Linked DNA regions of Mus musculus: all the other regions are linked to region 3. The links are chromatin contacts, called in public HiChIP or PLAC-seq and promoter capture Hi-C maps. All regions are on one chromosome and are shown on one strand. The core of a region is the stretch at or near the end of the contact, and the rest is flanking DNA. Distances in the headings are between cores, read along the strand shown.

Region 1 (3,802 bases), core at 209-2,708, 610 kb before region 3:
ATTCTGCGGTCACGCGTACCATTCCGGACACCCCAGCTAAGTCGCCACGGAGCGCAGTGCTGGAAGCTCTAACCCACGGCACGCACCGATCGAAACAGGAGCAAAGTGCCAGGCGGCCAGCTATAAACTTTTGCAGGCGACGAGAATGTACCCAGGTCTGCGGCGGGGTCACAGTGTGTTCCCACCTCAGCTCCTAGAGCTGGGTGTCAAGTCACCAGATGCGGGGCGGATTGAAGGAGGCTCGAGGGCAGCGCGAGTTGCCCCGAGTTGCCTCTCACCCAGTGCCGAAAGGTTCGCGAGGACAAACCTTCGTGGCTGCCCTTCGTCTTAAGAATCAGACACTCGGAGCCGCCGGGTGTCACGGTCTTCTCTCTGCACACTAGAGCACCTGCCCCCGCAGGGCAATCCAGGTCACTCACTCCCCACTCTCTGCCGGAGTCTAGGTGTAGGGTAAGGTTAAGGGGGTTGAACAAACTTGGGTGCCGTCTGGAGCAGGACCCTTGACAGTGTTCCGGCTTCTCGGTCAGGGCGCACCCCAGAGTTGCGCTTTGCCCTCTGTTCCATGCTAGTTTGGGGCGCAAAGCCCGCATAGGAACGCTCTCGGAAAGACCTAGAGGGTCTTAGGAAAAGAAAGGCGTGTCTACTGCTCCAGCATGGAAACCCTAAGAGTCGAGGGCATCAGCCCAGAAACATTTCAAAACACTCGCTAGGGAAGCTTGGTGCTCCAGGGACGACAGACTTTGGAAGGCGCCGCGGAAGCACCCCTGACCTCCAGGGCCATCTCTCCGTGTCTCAAGGTCTCGGAACTATCCGCTTTGCAACTCTACTGCGACACCGCAGCTCCTTGTCCCTAAAGGCATCACCGACTCGCTTACTCAAAGCCCCTCAACAGCGGTCCTCCAGCCTCCGAGAACTCTCGCACCCCTCTCCCGACTGCCCCGGGTCGCGCCCGCCACGCGCAGTTCCGCCAATGCCTGGGACCAAGTCGGTCGCCAGCTTTGACTCCCGCTTACCTTTTTTTCTCCTTGTCAGCTGTCATTGTCGCCGTGGCCCTCCGAGACCCGGAGCACCTGGGTTCCTTAACCCCGTAGGGGCTGCAGCCGCTCTCTTTGCTGTGGCCCTCCGCAGCTCTCTGTCGCCCGGGCAGGTGTGAAAGGTCTTTAGTGCTCGCAGGTCCGAGAGTCCCGCTCAATCAGGTGGAAGTTTGCAGAGGGCTGGCTAGGTGCGGAGGAGGAGGAGGGAGGAGGGGGGTGACGGGGAGGAACCTGCAGGAGGAGGCGGGGCCGGGGAAAGGAGTGGGAGGAGGTTGTAAGACGCCAAAAGAGAGAGAGAGCAGCGACAAGGGACCTGGAGTTCCGTTTAGCCCCGAACAGGAGTCACTTTTCTGGGATCTGACAAATCAAAACCAACCAACCAAAAAAGAAAAAGAAAAAAAGAAAAAGAAAAAAAGAAAAAAAAATGGCTCGAAGAGAGCAAGTTGGAAAAAAATCCGGGGGCAAGCGAGTGCGGCCGCTGAGATGACCATACAGTCTCAGGACACTGCCGAGGATTGTACGGCCGCCTCAGGAGAGCTGGAGCGGAGCGCTGCGGACTCCGGAGCTGTACACCGGCCGCTCTCGAATGTCCGGCCTCCTCGGCTGTCAGCCCACTTTAAAAACTCGGACGGCCCGCCCGCGGGAGGGCGCGAGGGGCGCGGGAGTGGGACATCGGGCTGGGGGCGGGCCGGGGGCGGGGCTCCAGAGAAGCCCCGCCCCGCACGCTGGCTGCCTGCCCCGACTTCCCACCGTGTCCCGGCCAATAGGGAGGCGCGGCCACAGCCTCTGCCCTGACCCCGTCCCTCCCCTTTCTCTGGAGCTGCGCTCCTCGGGCGCCCGCCTGCCCTTCCTCCTCCTTCCGCAGAACTGCGACTTGTTTTTGAGGTCGCTGGTGGCGAGTAACTATATGGGACTCCAAATGGAAGCGCAGTTAGCGCAGGACTGAGTAATGGCGGGGATCTGCTACCCAAGTTCGGAGTATGCCTTTGCGCCAGTGTCCTTTCAGCCTCACTTTTCCCCTAAGAGCTAGGCTAGGGCAGGAGCGCTGGGTCGGAGATCGCGAGCGCAGCTAGGGCGTGCAGCGAGCGCCCAGCCAACCCCCCCCCCCCCCGCTTCCGGGTGCTGCTATAGTCCCCTAAACCATCCACTTGGCTCCCTTCGGCCGGCGGTAATGATCCCCAGGACCCTGTCGGCTCTTGTTCTTGTCTGCCTTGGAGGTGCGCTCTCTTTGGCCAAACTGACCTTGACTTCTGAGTCCCGAGTGGCAGAAAGTTGTGGGAGAAACTGGGACAAAAATGATCTAGGGTTGCTCCTGCCTGTGTCTTCCTCAACCGGTTTGTGGGTTTTGAGGTGCTCGTGGTAGACTGTTAGGTTTAAGTGTATGCCTGAGAGGAGAGCCTTGGAGCTCCCTCAGGCCTCTGCCCGCTCTCAATACCCCAGTATCACCGTGGGCTCCCCAGAGAGTTCCTGAGTGTGATGTTGGGATGTGTTGATAGCGTGTTCCCAAATCACTGGATGTGCTCTTCCGGGGTTCGAAGGATACAGCCAACTGCAGGACGTGGTGTTATGAAGTCTCCTCTTCCCTAGGCAGTCAGAGGGTTCTTTGGCCTTTCCACCTGTGAGATGCCCACTCCTGCTTTGATCTTAGACACTTTCCCATTTCCTACTTCTGCAGGAAAATCTCCAGAAGGAAGAAGGGCAGCCATGGATTTTTGAAGGCTAGGGAAAGAGCCAACGGGCTCCATAGTTGTGAATTGCGGAGAAAGCACGGTCCCTCAAATTGGGCTGCCCTGGTATCTAAAGTTTGTGCTTCCCGAACTATTCTTAAACACAAGTTTCCTAGTAAAATTATAACCAGAGACTGTGTGTGTGACTGTGTCTTGGGGTGGGGGCGATTTTTAAGTTTGTTTAAGCATGAAGAAGGTGGATACTTTTTGAAAGTCTTGGGGAGGTATCTGAAAGAATGAGTGCTTGAGCACTTGGAAATCAGTTGACACACCTGAGGGTGATTTCAAAGACCAGACCCTTTTCACTCTTGGAGGCTGGTGGATGATTTCCTATGACATTTCTACATCCAGACACCCTGGGTCTTAATAATAAGAAATTCAAATTGGTAGACACAGTAGTAATAAAATATAAACATATTTTGTTTGCTTTATTTTATATATTCTCTTGAGATTGGAATGGAGGGAGGGAGGGAGGGAGGGAGGGAGGGAGGGAGGGAGGGAAAGACCAGACAATAAAAAACCTTAAGCACTTCGACAGCTTCAAGGCCCCAGACATTGTTTTTCACCAGAGCTTCTGCTGGATTTGAGCTGTACTTGACAGGTGACTGGGCGATACCTGTAACCCGCAGGGAACATTTCAATAGCCTTGAGGTTATGAAATTCGTTTGAGAAGTTTTTGATTTTTAAGAGGAAAGATAAGGGCCCTGGATTCAATCCCTAATTCACAGTTACTTCTAAAGTAGGGGTTCTGGTCGGACATACTGGCTCACACCCTTAATCCCAGCATTCAAGAGGCAGAGGCAGGCAGACCGCAGAGTTCCAGTCCTGAGGGAAAACAATTTTTGCATAACATCAAGACCGGAGATGCTTGACCACGCCAAGTCCCGACTGCAACCAGTTGTCCTGGCGTGGAAATCAGCATCAGAATACACAGCGCAAGACCATCCCCCAACACGGGCCAGCCTGGGTTACAAAAAAAAAAAAAAAAAAAAAAAAAAAGTTCCTAGTCAGCCAGGGTTATACAGGGAAACCCACTTTGGG
Region 2 (3,861 bases), core at 1,151-3,650, 530 kb after region 3:
TCCACAGTGAGTGCAGCATTGAAACATTTTGTTTCGCTTTTCTATTGGTCTGTGGCGTGTCGTTGTGGCGTTGCCACGGCAACCACTGCCAATCACTGTCAGCCCTGCCAATCAATACTGAGAACGTAAGGACGGTTTTACCACTTAGCCGGAGGGGGGGGGGGTGAGGGAGAAGAGGGCGAAACAGAATTAAAAAAAATCTTTGCAACTCTTAATATCCTCTCTCTCTCTCTCTCTCTCTCTCTCTCTCTCTCTCTCTCTCTCTTTCTCTCTCCTCTTCCTCCTCCTCTTGCTCAAAGAAGTTTTGATCAAAAATTCGAAAAGGAATAGGAGTAGAGTAGTTGAATGCAGCGAGCTATTCGTTACACGGAGTGTTTGGGGTTAGGAAGAGACTCCAGCCTCAGGAGCACCAGGCAGCCTTAGATGAGGCTGGGGATCAGGTGACCTGGCAAGGTTTGCACATGGTATCTCAGCCACCTCCTTCTGTCTATGTGACCACTGGTCAGGAAGAAAGAGGAGAGATGACGAGGCTCACTGCATAGTCACCGTAGCAAGCTGCTGGGGGAGCCTAGATCTGGGAGACAGAATATGGTACATAGGGAGTTGAAGCCAGGGCTAAGATTAACAAGCAGGAGGCTATGAGGCTTTCCTGGCCAGTCAGTGCCCTTGGACTACATTTCCCAACTCTTTCCACACCATTGCACAGTTCTGCTCCCAGCCAAGCATTGGTGAAGTTTTCCATCACTATGCATTTTATAACAGTGGAGACATTACACTTTCTCTGTCTTCAAAATCAACTCCACTCTTTGTTCCCCCACCCCCCAGACTTCAGCTGTCTCCCACAGTGGTAGACTAGCAACAGGAGGCCAGAAACCTAGGGACTCTGGACCTAGGGGAGGATGCCCACTTTTCCTACCATGGGTACAACCCCTGTCATGCCCAACATCCCCCAAAAGATACAGAAACTTTAGAGGCCACCCTGAGTAAGCGCCCAAGGCCTGAAAGCTCATAATGTAAATAACTACAATACATAATTAAAGCCAAAATTCTCCATACATAAAGCAATATCATAACCCTGAAACAGACTCCCCTTGTCCAAAGAACTCAGAGTGTCTTTCCTGCCTGCGGCTACCACAGCCTCTGGGCCAGGCCCGGGCATTTATTTATTCTTAGGTATGTTGCTTGTGAGAAGTTGTAATCTGCATCTTGAGGCCGGCCTCCCTTTGTGAGGCTTCTGTAACTATGGAAGTGTGATTTACGCAGATTTGTCCGGGTCAGAGACATCTTTCCCTACGCACTGTGTATATTTAGACAGGATTCGGACTGGTGTTAAAAAGTGTATATGTTGAATGGATTCACACACAGTAGCTAACAATGCCCACATTGTCGGCCCATGTACAACGCGTATTGAAACGCAGCGCCCAGACTTCAACTAATCTGCCCTCAATAAAGCTGAAATAATTATCCTAAGCTGCCTTTCCAGAAGAAAAATCATTGAGGAATTCAAAACTTTTTTTAAAAAGATCTTTTCTACATTCCGATGCAGATCTGGGGGCGCGGCGCCGGGTACACACCACTCAGGAGAGCTCAATGAGGGAGAAGTGGAAAAAAAGAAGTTGTGGGAGAATTTAAACGTGAACCCAACTGGAGGCTGGAGCCAAAATGGTCGCAGGCCCTAAATCTCAAGCTCGGATCTTTCTTAGGCCTTGATCCGACAGTGCCAGGTTTTAAAGGGCCGAGGAGTGCAAACTCGGTTTGAGGGTGACACCGAATGTTTGGGTTAGGCTAGGGGACTATACTGGCTCTTTAGCAGGGGGCAGCTCAGGGGCCTAAACTCGCTGACCAGGGCAGAATAATGTTCACCCTAAAAGGTAGATCCGTCGAGCCCCACTTTTGGCGGTCTCTCTCTCTCTCCAAACATCTTCATCTGCACCAGGAGTGCTTTTCCGCTCAACTGCAAGGCTCTGGGCGGTCGCTCTTTGCGGGCCCAGAAAGAGCCCAAAGGTTGGGACACAAAAACAGACACTTCATCTTTTCTTCCGGACCCCTTTCTCTTGTAGGGGGAAGGATTATAGACTGAAAGGTGGGAGGGAGAAGGGGCAGGAGGAGGAAGCAGGGGGAGGAAGGAATGAAAAGGGGGAGGGGAGTGGGTATTGTGCCGCGTGTGGAGGGGGAGAATTCCTACGGGTGGGTTTCCGAATATTGTGTTCAACTTTTTGAAAGCAGCTCGTGACCCCGAAACTGCATCCCCCGGAGCCGGGGACCCAGGCGCCAGGCGGGCGGGTGAACCCGGCCAGTCCCTCCCAATCCCCGCAACCCCCCGCCTCCGAGTGGGGGGGATCCAGGCCTGGAGGGAGGCTGGGCAGGTGCCGAGGGCTGTGCCGACAGCGCTGAAATCGAAAACCCTCGCCACTCATGAAGAACTGAGGCAAAAGGATCACAGATGCTGCTCGGGGCCAGCCCTATACTCCCTCCAGTGCCTGGTCTCCGGTGGACCCGCGGGGCTCTGCAGTTCTCTGGCGGCCGCGCCTTGTAAGCGCTAAGCCGGGAGGAGGGCGCAGGCAGGGCGCACAGCTCTGAGCGCGACCCTACCCGGCTCGGGCCCGCAGCAACCCCGACTGTCCGAGAGCCTCTCCCCAAGCAAGGCTCTGCGCCGCCCTCTGAGCCCACCTCCTGGCCACAACGCTGCCTGCGCTTCTCCAGCCCAGGCCGGAAGCCCTATGCTGCCTCCCGAAGCCGGTAAGTTGAGAGTCCTGAAAGCTGAGCAGGGAGGCGGGGCGGGTGGTTCCTGATGCGTTTTGTAGGACTGGATCCCGCCGAGGCTCCGCAGGGTCTTGATCTAAAAGGTTTGGGTGTGTGCATTTTTGGAGAGGGTGTCTGTGAACCTCTGGAGTCTCCCCAAAATCCCATTCGCTGAGCATTGGTGAGAGGAGCTGGTGCAAAGGACCCAGGCTGCTTTGCTCCCTGATCTGGGGTGGGTAAAGCGAGGGCTCGGAATGGAGCCCAGGGCACTTCCAGAGTGGGTGGGATGCTGAGCACCGCCTGCACTCCGATACTCTCAGAGCCACAAAACCCTAGGGGATTGGCTTGTAGGGCCTCTAGATCTCTTCTCTCTCTCTCTCTCTCTCTCTCTCTCTCTCTCTCTCTCTCTCTCCTCTCAGACTCAAGGACTGGGGACTTGGTGGATCTATGGCATTGGTACCCACAGAGGTCACCTGCACAGATAAATCTGTCGCCACCCTTCAACCCTGGCCTACCGGATCTGCGGGGAGAAATGCAGCATTTGAATTGGGGAGTGTTCAGTCCTGCTCTGCGGGGCATTTATTTACAAATATCAGCTGCAACCCAGCCTTGATAACGTCTCATACAGTCAGAGGACTTTGCGGGAAGCACACTTCCTCCTTGTTTGGGGCTACAGGGAAAGCCCAGGAAAGCGAGTCCCAGAAGGCCTGGGACAGCTACACCCAGTTCACCCATGCTCAACCCGGAACAGCCGACCCAAACGGTCAGGAAGGTTTGTCCTGGGGGCAACGCCTCTTCCGGGCTCTAGGACATTGGAAGACAGAGAGATTGCTGGGTAGCGGGTGGTCTGGGCCTCCCCGCAAGCTGCAAACGAAGGAGCTTGGAGCAGACCGCCAGGGAGGGCGCAGGGGAGCGCAGTACTCAGGCGGAGAGGCCCCGAAGCCCTTCAGGGACTCCGATTACTTTCCTTTGAACAACAACAACAACAACAACAAAAACAACAACAACAACTGCTCCCTCCCCCTTATATCCCCTCCCTTTTTTAGCCTCCGGGCACCAGGCTTCCACGTAATTGTCCTTCTGGACAGTAAACACAGCTCAGTTGCCTCAACTTTCCTG
Region 3 (4,028 bases), core at 1,464-3,963:
TCTCCGGAGTCCAGCATCTGAGGGCAGGATAAAAGGGCTGTTCCAGCTACAGAGCTCAGAGTATCCCCTTCCCTTCACCTTTTTGTTCTGTTCAGGCCCTCAAACAACTGGACAACACTCAGCCACATCATATGGAGATCCCCCTTCGTCTAATACGTTCAAATGTCAGTGTCCTTGGGACAGGCACAGATCGATAAAGCCTTTCCATCCGGTGGGTGACGGTTAACTCAGTCAGGTTGATAATCTAAAACCAATCATCATTCTAAGTGATTGACACTAAGGACAAAGTTGTTGGCTTACATTTTTAAAAGAATAGTAGGTTTTAAAAGAGGCCCTGTCTTCTGCGTGTCAGGAGCTTCACACATGACATGAACTGCAACCCAGAATTGGAGGGCACACCTGTGATCCAGACCTTGAGGCTGGAAGACACAAGTTTCTGACCTGGATCTTGGCATGGAGATCTTGAGGCATAGTGGCCATGAAAAGCTTAGGCCCAGGCAAGGTAGTACACGTCTTTAATCCTAGGAGACTAAGACAAGGAGAGCTCTGAGTTCAAGGTCAGCCTGGGACAGAGGAGAGCTCTGAGTTCAAGGTCAGCCTGGGACAGAGCAGGTTCCAGATCCAGGTATGGTGGCACACACCGTCATCTGGGCTACACTTTCTGCTGGAGGTGTAGAAGGACATTGGAAGAAGGAAAACCTCTTTGACTACTTGAGTACTTGTCAGCACAGCTGCTGGAATCTACTTCTACCGAAGACGAGCTCAAACAACTAGCCGTGTGGTGCTGAGCAACCACTAGATTCTTGGACTTCCCATCCATAGTGGCCCATTGTGGTTTAGTTGGACTACAGACTGCAAGTCATCACAATAAAATTCCTTAATATATAGAGGCATTCTATAAGTTCTGTCCCTCTAGCGAACCCTGAATAACACAGATCTTTTTGTGTGTATGTATGGGTGGACATATGTGTAGGTCAGAGGACAACTTTAAGAAGTTGGTTTTCTCTTCCCACCATGTGGAGTCTAGCATTCAGACTTAGTGACAAGCGCTTTGACTCACAGAGCTGTCTTGTTGGCCAATTCGTGGGCTCTGATCTGTGAAATTATGTCAGAGGGAATCTTATATAGCCCAGGTTGGCCTCCAACTCACTATTTAGATAAGGATGTACCTCTATCCCCCAAGCTGGGATTATAGGATCTGTTCTGCTTGATAGATGAAATTCTAATCTAGACTCACAAGTCTTGTTTCTCTAGTTTAAAACCTTATTCTTATGTTGTTTCTGTGAGTTTCGTGGGGCTGATAAAAATGATAGCAAGGAAAGAGATAAGTAATTTTTAATTTCCTCTGGGAACTGATTTAGAGATGTAAATGGAAAGAATTTCTGGAGAATGATTTATAGATTTAAAAACTGGAATGATTGGGGGAAGGGGGAAGGTAGGATTCAGGTTATCACAGCGGGTTTAAGATTTGACTTTTCCAAACTCAGAAAGCAGCATGGGAGTTTTCTGCGGTTTGGGGTATCCAATTTGATTTTCTATTCACTATGAGCTGACTGTGCAACAGCTTAGGCATTTGATGTGACCAAAAGAGACAAAACAAAAAGTAAACAAAAACCTGTCTCCTTGTGGACAAGGGTTATTTAAGCCTAATTTAATCAAAAGGTAGAGGCTATTTTTGGGTCAGAAGACAACTTTCTGGGAGTTGGTTCTCTTTACACGGGCTCCCGGGGTCCAACCTGGTTTATCATCTTGACAAGTATGAGTGCTTTATCAGCTCTGAACAAGGAAAACCCAGCACTGCATGTAAAGGAAACTGTGCCTAGGCTCGTTTACCAGGATTGTGCTCACTGCACTTTTCGGGACTCTGAATATGAGATGGGGCAAGGTTTCTGATTCTCCGGGAGAGCTGCATTTTCTCGAGTTAATGACCCAGTGACTATTATTTTCAGTGTTCTGGGTATCTTAACAGTTGGAGATGGGACCCAGGGAAACCCGGTTCAAAGGCAAAAAGCAATTTGCATAAATCTTCTTGGAAGTATCTAAGAGGCCTCGGCTTCCAAATGGATCTGCTTGGCAGTCTATCAAACTGCCTGAGACTGGAGGAAGAGGCTGATGACTCTAGCTAATGTCTCTCGTTAAGTAAGGTTCCCATGGGATGAATAAGGACTTAGCCAAGGCGGAAAACTTCAGACACTTTCACAGCGTGGTAGGGTGGAGGGAGAAAGAAAAAGAAAAGGGACGAGCTAGGTTTTGTGGCCTAAAAATACAACGCAGCGGGGGCAACGTGGCGAACTCAGACTGAGCTGGGCTACAGAGTAAGTCTTTTTCAAAAAACAAAACAACAAAAAACAATCCAAAACACAAAATGAAAGGATGGGTGAAAAGGGTGTAAAGTAGTCCAAGAGAGGTCTGTCAGAAAAGTGGAAATATAGAGGCGGACGCATATTTGCCAAATCTCTGCCCCTCCCCTAGGGTAGCGACAAACACAAATTCCCTGTGGACCAGAGGAGCAGTCTCTCTCCTCGCCGCCCCGCCCCCGCCCCCGCCCCCGCCCCCGCCCCCGCCCCGCCCCCGCCCCGCCCCCGCCCCTGGACCGCACCGGCTCAAGCCCCGCCTCGCCCTGGCCCCTGTCCTACCCCGCCCCGCCCCGCCCCGGTAGTGTGGCTCCAGTAAAGTAAGGCGGGACTTCCGGCGTTTGAAAAACTTCCGGCGGGAACCGGAAGATTCCTCAGCAGAACTCTCTTCTCCAGATTCGCCAAGCCCGAAGGTGAGCTTTGTGTCCACCGTAGCGGCAATGCTTCCGGGCCGGCCGTTTTCGCTTTTCGGCCGCGGTATTTATGAGTGCTCGTGTGGGAAAGAATTTTTTTTAAATGAAGATTTTCTGTCTTTTAGCACCAGCGGTCTGTCACACAGTCTACACTGTACATTCTCAGCACTGTCACCATAGCGCGTCCTCTGAACCGGCTGGTAGCGCGCATGGCAGGCGTGAGAAAGCCAGGGCCACTTTGTTTGTTTGTTTGTTTGTTTGTTTTCACCCCGAAGAATCGGAGCTGAGGGAGGAATCGCTGTCAGTCGTGGCGCGCCGGGATCACGCGCCTTCCTCAGAGGTGCCCTGGGCACAGAGGAGGCGACCGAGCCATGGAGGGAAAGGATGACTGAGAACTCTGAGCAACTTTCCTCAGTCTTCCTTCCCACGTGGCAGCTTGACGTTCTCCTGTGCCCAGGGAGGCGCAGGGCGGCGCAGGACGAGCCTTGGTACCCGTGGCTCTCAGTTGTAGGACTTTGCCTCACACCTCTATCGTTGGAGCAAACCGTTCCATCCCATGGAGTCTCAAGATTCTCATTCATAAAAACACAGCAGGGTTCTCTCGTAGCGAAGGCTAGCTGCTGTCCTCCTGCTAGATGGCTTGTTGTTCTTTGTTTTGTTTTATCTCTTGAGGGTCTGTGGACATGTGAAGCATCTTTTTTAAAATCCCCTCAGGGAAACATTTAGATGCCTTAAGAGTTGTCTCTTTTTTTCTCCAAGAACAGTGGCTCTCCACTGTGGGTTGAACAATAATCCTTTCACTGGGGTCGAATATCAGATACCCTACATATCAGATATTTACGATTCACAGCAGTAGCAAAATTACAGTTATGAAGCAGCAGCGAAAATAATTATGTGGTTGGGGTCATCACAACGTGAGGAATTGTTTTAAAGAGACTCAGCATTAGGAAGGTTGAGAACTACTACCCTAGAAGTTTAAATGCTGTTTCCCCCTTTTAAATATTGGTGCGCACCAGTATTTTTGTGGGTTGGGTGCATCTTAACATGTGGGCTAGGTCACCTAGAAAGATCCTTTTGTGACAGAGTATACCCAACCCCAGATCCCTCAACCTTGGTCCTAAAAATTTTAGCACTCACTTTTCTTGTCCACGTGTCCTTTCTTTTCATTCATTTTTTGTTCTGTTTGTCTGTCTGTCCTTTCTTCCTTCCTAACTTTAAAAAAAAATGGAGACTGAAGGATAAATTGACTTGATCTCAAATG
Region 4 (4,219 bases), core at 1,020-3,519, 730 kb before region 3:
CCACTGCTTTTATGAGAGGAGGTATTTGAGTAGGAATTAGAAAGAAGTACGGGAAATGAAAACCAAGCAACGGACTCTAACATGGGAGGGTGAGACTTGAAACCTCCAACATGGGAGGGTAAGACTTGAAACTTCCACTACCCTGTGGCTCTCAATGGACTTTGAGATGAGTTGATGGACTCCTGGATCCCTTGAGGTTTGTTTGTCCCTAGTTTGGGAAAGGCCCATCCAGAGCCTCTGAAGAAAATTTCATTCTTTGTACACAGGAGAAAAGAGTGCTTACCAAGCACACTCCAATTAGAAAGACACAGTGGCTTGCTCATTTTTCAGAGAGATAATTGGCTTATCCCAACTTGAAAAGAAAATGACCTCTAGTATATCTAAAAGATGTTACATCGACCAAGTGTCTCCTGCCTGATCACAGTGGGGTGACTTATGACTGGGCAAGGAGGCACATAAAAGGTGACTTTAAGCCAAAGTGTGGGCCTCCCTGTCCCTGAAGATCTGTGGGAAAGTGGAGGCAAAAGTCACATCGTCACAGGATCCAGCTGACAAACTCACAGCCTCAGTAAGGTATGGTGAATAGCATTTGCTGAATTTAGAGCCAACGTGGCAAAATGTCTGTGGGCCCCTTGTCTTACTGCTTCCATTCTTTGGGGACTCCTGGTAGACAGCATGGGGCCTGATGGCCTAGCACCGTTTCTGAGTTAGGAGGGCCACTGCTCCCGTGAGCTGCTGCGTTTGAAGGCTCTGATGTGGCAATCCTCTTCCTTTCTAGGTGCTTACTCTGGGAGGCCTGTAGAGTAATATCAAGCAAGCCCATGCGTGTCCCTGTGCATCCTGCTGCTGTCCATCAGGCAGCTGCTGTGCTGACTTTGCCTGACCCGCCACACCACACTTTTGTTTTTTTTTTTTTTTGTTTTTTACTCCTCACCAGACAGGCCTGCCATACTGGTTAGTACTCTCCATGCATGATCCAATTTGTTAATATCCCGTGGTGACATTTCTAAGATCAAACTGCCGAGAAATCCCATTTACGGGCTCAGCGGGCAGAGGGGGCCTCCTCCTGGTCTCCTTTATTCTTTATGAAAGTAAAGAATAAATAAAAAGCCAAGAAATTGACACACCAAATCAACACAACTATGGTCACCCACTGGTTTTCTGATGACAGAGCCACTTACTTGCCTGGTTCACTAGGAGACAAAAGTAGGGACTCCATAAACAGGACCAGAGAGAAAGGTGGGCTAAATTTGTTTTCTCCAGCATAGAAAATAAGCCCTCCATATCTGCTGTTCCAGATGTTGGAGCTCCACAGTTCCTAGAAGTCACTTCTACTGTCCTCTAGAAAATCTGGTACCCAAACAGGTCACATGATATGCCCAGGGTCAAACAAAAATGAGTGTCCTGAGCTAGAACTCAGAGCTTTAGCATTCTCTCCCTTTCTCTTCCTCTTTGGTCTCAGCCCCTGCGGATCCAGGCCTTGGTGTATCTAAGCATGACTCTTACCTGAGAGCTTCATTTTGAGAACACAAACATCCAACTTTAACAATCCTTGGCACTTTTTTTTTCTTTCTCATGAGAATCTTCTGCCCTGTGGTTTGTGGAGGAAGCTGACTAGCAATCTAGGTGACGTGGTTGCTATCAACAGAGAACAGCGGCCGTTAAGATAACACATGAGTCTAAATATGTCAGCAGGTGCAAATGTTGTCTTGTCCTACAAGGGGTACAGGAAATGTATTCACTTAATAGTGCAAGTCATAGATAGGTCACAGAGATAGCATAGTATCAGGGGGTCAAAGCAGACAGGGTGTGGTTTCTGTAGACAGATAGTTTGTCACAGGTTAGGGGAATATAAATGTCCATCTCTGGAAAATGCCTGAGTAGTCCCATGGGCACCTATAGAATGGTTCATGCACGGAAGCACACGTCTCTGCAGCAATCAAGGGCTAACTACTTTAATTTTATTCTCTGATCCGCGCACTGCTTCTAAATCATTTCTTAGACATGCTAATTTATTCATTTCCCCCTAAGCATTCACCCATTTATTTTATGCATCCATTCAGAAACTCATCCGATTAACTCTGAGTGCCCTCTTTGTGTTCAAAATGTTCTCTTTCCTTTCCGAATCCTACTCTAGATTCTGTAAGAGCCTCCTGAGATCCGTGTCCGGTGAGAGTGCCGTTGCTGTCTATTACACCCTGTAGAACCCTTCTGCCCCTGTCTGCTTTGGGCACGTAAGGCAGCAGGCATTGGCAGCTGACCTTACTGACTGGGTAAGCAAACAAGACACATGTTCAGTAATTTTCAGCCAGCTAAGTTCCTGTGCATCGTCTCACCGTTATCCTCATTGCAAAATCGAGAAAACAAGGCTCAGAGAGATTAAGAAACCTGCTTGTTAGCAGCGTGTGTGTGACCGTGTAGGGCTTAGGCTTGTCTATCTGCCTCTACACCTGCCTTTTCTCTTTCTGCACGCCATTCCTGCTTATTCCTTTTATTCTCTTTCTTTGTTGGATCTCATACTGTTGACTAGTTACTGCAGCCTCTGCTATTGAATTGTTCATGGCTCCATAAAAACATCTAGAAACCATCAAGAGAATAGGAACTCATTGGGTTCAATTATGGACATTTGAAAAAGCACCTATTTTTTGGGCTGAGCGCAGGAGAAGTTTGAGAAAGAAGACGGAATAGACATCATCACCCTAAAGCAGCTCACTAGTGTTCAGCTACCACATCATGTCTCTCCTGCCCTACAATAGAGAAGCCAATGTCTGGGCTAGGCTTGGGTAGAGGAGACTATGATCCAAACAGCCTAAGTAGACAGGTCAGCTTGGTAAATTGAGTACCTCCCCTGGCTCCAACCTGGCTCCAAGTTGCTCTTTATGGAATTTAGTTTTATATGCTGGCCATATTTTTTAAAATTTTTATCATGTGACCTCTGGTGGTCTGTACCATGAATCTAATAAATTATTTTTACTCTTTCGGTTCAGAATTATACCATTAACTTAAGAGTCTCCCTCTGACAGTGGGTGTCGGTTTTATCTAACTGCATAGATAATCATATTGTCTATGGAGAAAAATGGTTTCATGTTTTCATTTCTTGTCTTACTGTAGTGGCAAGTACTTCCAGCATGATAGTAAAGTAGACTGACAAGAGCAAATTAAATATTTTAATGTTGTTCCTAATTTCTTTCTCTGTGTAGCATCATTAAATATGACATTATCTTCAGGGTTTTTTGTTGATGTTCTCAATAAAGTTGATGAAGTTCCCTTCCATTTTTAGTTTACTAAGAGTTTTTGCAGTGAATTGGTGTTGGCTTTGTTTTGTTTTGTTTTGTTTTGCTTTGTTTTTTGGTTGAGTAGGTTGTGGGTTGATTTTTTTCTGTATCAATTAATGTGAACTTAAGACTTCTTTTTAACTTCCTTTTAAAATTGTGTGTGTGTGTGTGTGTGTGTGTGTGTGTGTGTGTGTGTGTGTAGGGAGCGGGTGGATGTGAGATGCCCAGTGTGAATGCTGTGAACCAAACCCGGGTCTTCTGGAGAAGCAGTGCGTGTTCTTAACTGTTGTGCCGTGTCTCTCTCCCCTTCATTAGCTTCTTGATGTGTTTGTAGTTGGTTTACATCATTTGCTTTTTCAAATGTTGAGCCTTGGATAAATCTCACTTAGTTATGGTGTTTTATACATAGTTGGGTTCTACTTGCTAATATTGGATTTAGACAGATCCATCCAGTGTAGAGACAAATAAAGGATGCCATAGCTTCCCAATAGTACACTAAAGTGCAAATCTCTTAGTTGTTCAAATACTTAAAAACTGGCCTTAGTGCGCGTTTCTGAGTTTCCCCCCTACGTTAGGGAGCATCCTGATCCCTCTTCCTACGTTAGGTGTGTGCCCTGGTCTCACTAAGCATTCTCTGGACCTGTTGAATATCCTGCTTCCTCCATTGATAACAAGGCAAAACAACAAGCTCGTTTTACTCCCATTTTCTGATATCTGACTTTCCCTTGGTGCTGAACGCAAATAGAGATTCCTTCCACATAACTAATCCTATCTTCTTTCCTGTTCTCCTGAAACAAGACGCATCACAGAGAAGACACTTAATGTAGGTTTTTTTTTTTTTTTAAGGAAACTTCAATTCAACTTTTATCTCATTTCTTAGACTCAATGTATTTATTTTTTAAATTTTATGTATTGAGATAATCTCATTTAACTTGATATCCAGA
Region 5 (4,042 bases), core at 1,233-3,732, 710 kb before region 3:
TTACCAAATGTGTATTCAATCTTTGTCCTCTTTTCTAACAACTTCTAAAATCCTTGGAATTTTCTGAGTGCCTGGAGGCTATTGCATGCTAAGGTGGTTGGCACCTGGGGGACCCTAGAAAGCTTCAAGACTGGGCTTGACCATCAGAAAGGCTAAGGCAGGGTTAGACAGGAAAGACCTTCAGCCCGTAAACTCTAATGAAGGGGAGGCACAGAAGGTTGACCACCATTGTCAGTGTTCTAACAATGACAGAGCAATGAACCTTCGGTAAAACTCCGGAAGGAAAGGGTTCAAGGAGCTTCCAGACAGCTGAACATGTTCCGGGAATACAGGGAGGTCCCTGAAGGTGTGTGGAAGCTCACTGTGCTGTCAGCAGCTCGCCCATAGCCTCTTTGATGTGTTAGCCAAATAGAGGTGAGTATCTATGACTTGCCGCCGGAGTCGGAAGTGGAGGCATTCTTGTGGGACGGAGTTCTCAGCAGGTGGGGTATGATGCTATCTCCAGCAGATAGTGTCAGAAATGAATTGAGTCGGTGTCTTCTGGGGAACTGTTTGGTTGGTCTGTGGGGAAAACCCTTCGCAGCGGCATCAGAACGGTGGCATTCAGTGTGAGCGCAGGGTAGAAAATGACTTTGGTTTCTCTGTCTCATTTAGAGCTGACGTGATGTGGGTTAGTGTCCTTGTCCTGTTTCTCTTGGGAAAACGGTCCATTTCTCTCACTGTTAAATATGAGCTTTGACATTGAAAAAGTTCATCTCTAATTACAAAATAATGGTCTCAGTTCCACTAAGTTTTCCGTGTCTGTTGCTATAGAATTTTTTCCTTTGTCCTCTTAATTCAGTAAGTCACACTGGTCCACTGGTCTGTGTTAAAATAACCCTGCATCCATTTGATAACCCCAGTTTGTTTACAGCACACGGTCCTTCGACTATGACTGCTTTTGATGATAGCTTGTTGATGGTATGTGAGCTGCTGAGTGAGACTGAGTCTATAAGCAGTCTTTCTCGATCTCTGTGTGTTAAGGTTTGGCTCTTAAACGTCAGAGAATTTCTTCCTTTTTATTCTCTAGGCATATTTGAGGTAGAGTGATATTTCTCAAATATTTTGGAGAATTTAATGCTAAAGATATCTAGGACTGAAGTTTTCCTAGTGGTAAAACTTTTATTTAAATTAAATTTGCTGGGACTGGATCGATGGCTCGGTGGCTAAGATCCTGTGGTGTTCTTGCAGGGGGCCAGAAGTCAGCTCCCAGAGCCACAGCAGGTCACTCAACCATCTGCAAAGTCTAGTCTCAGGAGATGTGACACTCTCTGTGGCCTCAGTGGGCACTGTGTGCATGCTGTACATTTAATCTCTCTCCCTCTCCCCCTCCCCCTCCCTCTCTCTCTCTCCCTCCCTCCCTCTCTCTCCCTTTCTCTCTCTCCCTCTCTCTCTCTCTCCCCCTCTTCCTCCCCCTCCCCCCTCTCTCTCCCTCTCCCTCCTCCTCCCCATCCCCCTCTCCTTCTCCCCATCTCTCTCTCCATACACACACACACACACACACATATAAATAAGTAAATAACAATTCATATAATTCTTCTTCTCCTGATTATTTTCAAAGAGACTATTTTACTTAATGTAGCAGCACCGTATTGATTATATTAACTTTAATTTTAATTTCTGTTATTAACTAGTGCTGGTTCTTGATAAAAAAAAATCTTGCTAGCTGCTTACCAATCTTATTGTTATATTTAAAGGACTGACTATGGCTTTGACGATTTTCTTGTTTCTGTGTTACAGCTGCAACTGAATTCTACCAGCTTTGAATTATTGTTCACATTAATACTTCAGAGATATTTCTATTTTGTTTGTTGTGTTTGCTTTTCTTCCTTTTTTCTTTTTTTTTGGGGGGGGGTGATGGAGTTCGAGACAGGGTTTCTCTGTATAGCCTTGGCTGTCTTGGCACTCACTCTGTAGACCTCTTGGCCTCGAACTCAGAAATCCGCCTGCCTCTATCTCCCGAGTGCTGGGATTAAAGGCGTGTGCCACCACGCCAGGCTCTGTGTTTGCGTTTCTTGAGATACTCTTACTCCACAACCCAGGCTGGCCTGGTACTCCTGGCAATCTTTCTGCCTCCTCCTCCTCCTCGTCCTCCTCCCCCTCCTCGTCCTCCTCCTCCTCTTCCTCCCCCCCTTTCCCCCTCCCCCTCCCTGCTGACATTACAGATGTGAGCCACTCTCTCTGCCTGGTTAGGAATGTCCCTGTTTGCTTACTTAGTTATTCTCTGGTGGTGCTGAGGGCTGAAACTAGGCATATTGAGGAGGCACCCCACCATTTAGCTCTTTCTCCTGCTCTCCCTGGCTCCCCACCCCCTGCTTCTCTCTCTCCTCCCTGTCTTCTTTCTTACAATCCATGAGTTATTTCAATTCCGTACTTAGTGATTCATAAACTTACATGTGGTTATTGATTTGTGTCATCGTTTCTCTGTGGCCGGGAAGTATATTCTGAGTCATTTTAAACCTTTGAAATGTGTTACGGCTTGCTTAGAGCTGGTATTGTGGCCTTAGGAAATTACCTTATGCCTCTCAAAATGCCTAGTTTGTAGTTATTGGGTAAAGTATATTTCAATGCACTCTTGTTTCTTAGTTAAGAACTTTTTAACCTATTTTTTTCAAGGTCATATTTAGATAAACAACCAAGTTCAAGACCAGCATGGGCTACAGGAGACCCTGACTCAAGATTTTTTTTCTTTCTTTTTTCTTTTATTTTTATTTTTTATTGGATATTTTCTTTATTTATATTTGAAATGTTTTCCCCTTTCTAGGTCTCCCCTTTGGAAACCCTCTATCCCATCCCTCCTCCCCCTGCCTCTATGAGGGTGCTCTCCCACGCACTCCCATCTTCCTGCTCTGGCATTCCCCTACCCTGGGGCATCAAGCACCCTCAGGCCCAAAGGCCTCTCCTCCAACTGACGTCCAACAAGGCCATACTCTGCCACATATGTGGCCAGTGCTATGGGTTGCTCCATGAGGATTCTTTGGTTGGTGGTGCAGTTCCTGGGAGCTCTTGGGGGCTTGGGGCGGGGGGGGGGGTCTGGCATGTTCACATTGTTGCTCCCTCCATGGGGCTGCAAACCCCCTCAGCTCCTTCAATCCCTTCTCCAACTCCTTCCTCCATTGGGGACCCCTGCGCTCAGTCCAATGGTTGGCTGCAAGCATCCACCTCTGTATTTGTCAGGTTCTGGCAGAGCCTCTCAGGAGACAGCCATATCAGGCTTCCATCAGCAAGCACTACCCAGCATCCACAATATCGTCCTGGTTTGGTGACTGTATATGGGATGGATCCCCAGGTGGGGCAGTCTCTGGATGGCCTTTCCTACAGTCTCTGCTCCACTTTTTTTTTTTTTTTTGTCTCCATATTTCCTCCTGTGAGTATTTTGTTTCCCCTTCTAAGAGGCCCTGAAGCATCCAAATTTTGGTCTTCCTTCTTCTTGGGCTTCATATGGTCTGTGAATTGAATCTTGGGTTTTCTGAACTTTTGGGATAATGTCCACTTATAAAGTTAATACATACTATGTGTGTTCTTTTATGACTGAGTTACCTCATTCAGAATGATATTTTCATGTTTCATCCATTTGCCTGCAAGTCTCATGAAGTCATTGTTTTTAATAGCTGAGTAGTACTCCATTGTGTAAATGTACCACATTTTCTGAATCCATTCCTCTGTTTAGGGAGATTTGGGTTGTATCCAGATACTGGCTACTATAAATATGGCTGCTATGAACATAGTGGAGCATGTGTCCTTATTACATGTTGGAGCATCTTCTGGGTATACACCCAGGAGTGATACAGTTGGGTCCTCAGGTAGTACTATGTCCAATTTTCTGAGGAACCACCAGACTGATTTCCAGAGGATTGTATCAGCTTGCAATCCCACCAGTAATGGAGGAGTGTTCCTCTTTCTCCACATCCTCACCAGCATCTGTTGTCACCTGAGTTTTTGATCTTAACCATTCTGACTGGTGTGAGGTGGAATCTCATCGTGGTTTTGATTTGCATTTCCC
Region 6 (3,856 bases), core at 195-2,694, 820 kb before region 3:
GTCTGCGTTTTCTTTTGGGTTTGTTTCCTTAATTTGCTGACTTAAGAAAAAAAAAACCAACCTGATCTTGAGGCAGCCCCCCCCCCCAAAACACACCCTCCCACCTAGACACCTCAGTTTCCAAAGGCCCTCCACAGCCACACAGAATTGGCGAGAGATGGGGGTAAGGGAACCGGCCAGAAGCCAAAACACTCACCTGTCCAGCTGTGTCATAGAGTCCCAAGAGGTACTGCTTGCCCCCCACGGTGACGCTGACTGCAAGGACAGAAGTGGGGGGTGGGGAGAGAAGCTCACAGTGATCTGAGATCTAGCACTTTGGCTCCCCACAGTAACCTCCTTTCCCAAATACTGGGAAGCATGTGGGTGCTCCCCAGGAGACAACATTCCCCTTTTATCCGAGTCCACTTCACTGCCAAGTTGCATGAGATATAGGTGTAATGTGGCCCCTGCCATCCACTCCCCCCCCCCCCCAAACCCTGTAGCCACGTCTACTAGTGTTCCCAGATGTTTCCCCTACAGGGGTTTCGGGCAGTAAGGGAAGAGGCAGCTGGAAGGTCAAGAAGGGCGCTCAGGGGACTGAAAAGTGTGGGAGACGGGGCGAAGGGGGAGATAGGAATGGGGTGGGAGTTGCTGCGAGGGGTGGGGTGACCAGAGGCACAGCTTGGGGGGGGGGGTGAAGCCGCCAGGCAGAGGGCACGGCGGGGGAGGGGAGCACGCTCAGGGGAGGCAAGCCAGGGGGCTCAGCCAAAGTTGCTCCAAAGTTCCCAGCCGGGGATCAGCCCCTTAGTCAGCAGGGCAGAGGCGTACCTGCGTAGTGGTCGAAGACAGTGGGCACGTACTCCTCGGGGAAGGCGTCGTTGGCATAGCTCATGAGCAGGCACGTCTTGCCCACCGCCCCGTCGCCGACCACCACGCACTTCAGCATCAGCGCGCCGGGCCCGTGAGCCATGCTGCGGCCGGCCGGCCTCGGGGCATGGTCCCCCCGGAGCCCCCGCCCTGGCCCCGGGCTCAGCCCCAGCCCGCTTGGGGGGTCCGCCGTCGCCGCCGCTCGGCGCAGCAGGGCCGCCCTCCCGGCCCCATGCAGCGGTTCCCCTGACCGGAGGAGAAGGTGCGGCGGGCCCGGGGCGCAGCCGCCGCCGCTTCGATCTCTGCCCCGCTCCCCGCCCTGGCCCGGCTCGCCGCGCCCGCCTGCTGGCCCCGCCGCTCGGCGCCCGAACCCGCTCCCCGGCCCGGCCTCCCCAGGAGGATCCGCCGGATCATAAGACCGTCCGGCCCCAGGGGAGTCGGCAACTTTGGGGAGGGCGGCGGAGGGGAGGGGCCAGGCGGCTCTGCCCGCCCCGCGCCGCTCCGGCCCCCGCCCTCCTGGGCCGGTGAAGGGGGGTGGGGGAGGGCGGTCCGGGCGGCTCCGGAGTGCGGCGCGCCCCGCGCCCGCGCCCGCCGTGCGCTCCTGCCGCTCACCCAAGCTTGACTCCCTGGGAGTCGGGCGCGGAGGCCGAGGAGGAGGCGCCCTGTATCCGGGAGGATGGGGGCTGGGGGAGGGGCTCTTGGGCAGCCGCTAGGAAGGAGCCCAGGGCTCCTCGCGAAAGTGCGGCCAAAGCCCGGAAGCGTCCGCAGGCCCCGGTGCCCGGAGGAGACGTGAAGGCCTTTCGGGGAATCACGACGACTTCCACGGTGACGCAATTCTGCAACATTATACAGATGTGTATATTTAAATTCTGCCTGGAAGGCAGGAGCCATCTCGTCGGCCTGCAAGTGCTCCACGCAACTAGAAATCAGGAACAGCGGCCAAGAGGGTTATAAATATAATTAATAACAATAATTAGAAAGGTGTGCGGAGGCTGGGAGGGTGGTGGGTCTCGGAACTGGAAAACTGAGACTTCTGGCTTATTGCTTGCTCCTCAGCATCACTACCCCACGCTTTTCGCAGCACGAGCTTGAGTCATTTTCTATGAAATCGGTGACTAAGAGATGCAGCATATTGCACCCCCAACCAGCCACAAAGGGGCGAGCCCTTGTCAGGAGACCACAGATGTTATTTGTGCTCCCCCTGGAGGCGACATCGTCCGAGGCTTCCTTTCGCTTCCAAGCGTCTCTCCAAAAGTATTCAATTGTGATCCCTGAGGTATGATGTAGCCTCGCGCTCTGAGACTTGGCCAGTGATTCAGGACCAACCCTGCGCCTCTGTCTGGCAAGTCCGGAAACACTTGTCTGGCCAGGGCCAGTTAGTTGTGTGGCCGAGTGCTGCTTTAAATGTACGGTCTTGGTTCGAAGGCTCACTCTGCGCTGACTGACCCCACACCGCAGCCTACCCCCAAGCTTGCTGACAGGGAAGTCCTTTCCTCTCACCAATTCATAGTGGTAGAAAATGCTGTGTTGAGAGGTGCGTGGGTCACTCATACCCTTGCCCCCGGGATTTAGGTGGGGGAAACTGGGACCAGTGAAGTGGTTACCAAAAGGTTCCCTGTCACTCCCGGTGTTCAAGGGCCACCTGGGGAGATGCCTACTGTGATGCCCTCATTTCACTTCCACGAACCCTGGACGCCAGTTTTCAAGTCATAATCCTGATTTCAATTCGACCAGGAAGATTTCAAATAGTATTTAACGTTCCTTGTGAACGTAGGGGAACATCTCTCCATACCCTGTCCATTGCATTCGAGTGGAGGTACTTGCATTGACTACACTAATAAATCTGAAAGTTACTTCATACATTCTGAAAGGTTAGGAAAGGCACCACACTATCTTGAAGTCAGGTCTTGACACTTTCCCGTGAAGGAGAAGAGAGCAAGGTTTGCTGCTTGCATCACCATTAGCTCTGGCTGTGTTTGCGAAGACTAGTATTCTGAAAGGAGGAAATGTGGAAAGGTTAAAGAGCTGTAGGAGCCAGCTCTGCCGGAAAGCTGAACTTGGTCCAAGCACCACAAGTTAGTAGCATGGCTGGCTGCCTTTCTCTAGGCCTGTTTTCTGCTTTAAAAAAAAAAAAAAATGTGAGCTCATCTTACAGGGACCCCGGGTCCTGGATGGCTTGTGAGAAGCTCTGAGACTCTCAGAGTACACTCCGAGTTGGGGACTGATGTGGGATGAATCATGTGGTGGTGACTTCATTGGCGACAGTGACCTCATTCCCTTGGCCCACAGTGATGCCAGACAGACTGCCAAGAATATTAGAGCTCTGGGGACAGTCACACCTGGTGGATGTGGGGGCGGGGCGGGCCCACTCTAGAACACTGCCTTGACAGTCCATGCACTCTTCAACTGGAATAGTTAGACCTCTGCAAGACCCTCAGTTTCCCATGGGCAAAAAAGAGAATGCCCAAGTGGTAAAACAGAACAAAACCAAAAACAGTTCTCAAATGTCAAGGACTCGGGCACAGGAAACAACTTTGTTTCTGGGCATCCCAGAGGCCTCTGCTCTTTTCCTTTTGTTTGAACTGTGAACACTGAAACAGACACAGGTCTGTGTGAGAACAGTGAGCCCGTCTAGGCCGCCTTCTCTTTTTCCTCTACTCCTTCCTTCCTCCTCCTCATTCAATATTCCACTTAACAAGCATGAATTGAGGTCGACTAGAAGCCAGGCTTTCTTCCTGGGCAGGGGACATCGAGCTGGCAAGTCACAGTCACTAGAGGGGGAGCGGGAAGGAGCTGATGGGAAAACAGATAGTTGCTACATAATGTAATCAGTACTGTGGGAGGGAATAAAGAACAGACTTCTGGAGGAGCCGGGGAGGCAGCAGCGCATAGCTGTGGGTGTGCTGTGGAAGGATTTGCAAAGTTACGGTATGATTGGCCTGGGGCTCTGAGGTCATAGGAAGAGGCCTGGGGAAAGCAGACAGTGCATGCTGGCCGAGGAAGGGCAGCG

Evidence for each region. Promoter capture Hi-C pulls out the DNA fragments that hold promoters and counts their contacts. HiChIP or PLAC-seq counts read pairs in DNA pulled down with a chosen protein or histone mark.
Region 1: an H3K4me3 HiChIP or PLAC-seq map of embryonic stem cells shows a contact between it and region 3, with 14 read pairs. The contact joins the promoter of Epas1 here to the promoter of Srbd1 in region 3. A contact is called at or near these places in 2 of 39 promoter capture datasets (embryonic stem cells and pre-B cells), 4 of 484 Hi-C or Micro-C datasets (embryonic stem cells, myocytes and stem cell-derived neural progenitor cells) and 8 of 115 datasets of contacts at active chromatin or transcription factors (astrocytes, bone marrow-derived macrophages, cardiomyocytes and 3 more).
Region 2: a contact with region 3 is called in a promoter capture Hi-C map of embryonic stem cells, with 2.1 times the contacts expected there. The contact joins the promoter of Six3os1 here to the promoter of Srbd1 in region 3. A contact is called at or near these places in 1 of 39 promoter capture datasets (embryonic stem cells) and 1 of 115 datasets of contacts at active chromatin or transcription factors (embryonic limb bud).
Region 4: an H3K27ac HiChIP or PLAC-seq map of T-cell acute lymphoblastic leukemia shows a contact between it and region 3, with 4 times the contacts expected there. The contact joins the enhancer-like site here to the promoter of Srbd1 in region 3. A contact is called at or near these places in 2 of 39 promoter capture datasets (cranial neural crest and embryonic stem cells), 1 of 484 Hi-C or Micro-C datasets (the HL-1 cell line), 9 of 115 datasets of contacts at active chromatin or transcription factors (T-cell acute lymphoblastic leukemia, bone marrow-derived macrophages, embryonic basal ganglia and 5 more) and 1 of 9 other capture datasets (embryonic stem cells).
Region 5: an HNF4G HiChIP or PLAC-seq map of pancreatic cancer cells shows a contact between it and region 3. The contact joins the enhancer-like site here to the promoter of Srbd1 in region 3. A contact is called at or near these places in 1 of 484 Hi-C or Micro-C datasets (cortical neurons) and 4 of 115 datasets of contacts at active chromatin or transcription factors (astrocytes, embryonic basal ganglia, embryonic stem cells and 1 more).
Region 6: a contact with region 3 is called in an H3K4me3 HiChIP or PLAC-seq map of embryonic basal ganglia, with 5 times the contacts expected there. The contact joins the promoter of Rhoq here to the promoter of Srbd1 in region 3. A contact is called at or near these places in 2 of 39 promoter capture datasets (both in embryonic stem cells), 2 of 484 Hi-C or Micro-C datasets (B cells and CD4 T cells), 14 of 115 datasets of contacts at active chromatin or transcription factors (the 230-238 cell line, astrocytes, bone marrow-derived macrophages and 8 more) and 1 of 9 other capture datasets (liver).

Annotation. Positions count from the first base shown.
Region 1 is chr17:86,751,520-86,755,321 of GRCm38.p6, reverse strand. It overlaps Epas1 (endothelial PAS domain protein 1), which reads right to left and starts at 1,458. Exons shown (of 16, transcript NM_010137.3): 1 at 1,014-1,458. The coding sequence starts at 1,039.
Region 2 is chr17:85,616,935-85,620,795 of GRCm38.p6, reverse strand. Six3os1 (SIX homeobox 3, opposite strand 1) reads left to right here and starts at 2,400. Exons shown (of 4, transcript NR_038085.1): 1 at 2,400-2,739. It also overlaps a transcript of Six3 not described here.
Region 3 is chr17:86,143,860-86,147,887 of GRCm38.p6, reverse strand. It overlaps Srbd1 (S1 RNA binding domain 1), which reads left to right and starts at 2,713. Exons shown (of 21, transcript NM_030133.3): 1 at 2,713-2,767.
Region 4 is chr17:86,878,106-86,882,324 of GRCm38.p6, reverse strand. No RefSeq gene overlaps it. Among named protein-coding and RNA genes, the nearest start is that of Tmem247, 37 kb to the left of the region's middle. Within about 2 kb of position 2,269, at least 31 of the 459 cell types and tissues checked have an H3K27ac peak or open chromatin away from gene starts, as enhancers often do. A contact at or near this core is called in T-cell acute lymphoblastic leukemia, where this site is marked.
Region 5 is chr17:86,849,306-86,853,347 of GRCm38.p6, reverse strand. No RefSeq gene overlaps it. Among named protein-coding and RNA genes, the nearest start is that of Tmem247, 66 kb to the left of the region's middle. Within about 2 kb of position 2,482, at least 15 of the 459 cell types and tissues checked have an H3K27ac peak or open chromatin away from gene starts, as enhancers often do. A contact at or near this core is called in pancreatic cancer cells, where this site is marked.
Region 6 is chr17:86,960,699-86,964,554 of GRCm38.p6, reverse strand. It overlaps Rhoq (ras homolog family member Q), which reads right to left and starts at 1,444. Exons shown (of 5, transcript NM_145491.2): 1 at 808-1,444; 2 at 197-255. The coding sequence starts at 949. It overlaps LOC115488765 (hapless 2-like), which reads right to left. Exons shown (of 3, transcript XM_030250169.1): 3 at 1,009-1,682. The coding sequence ends at 1,009.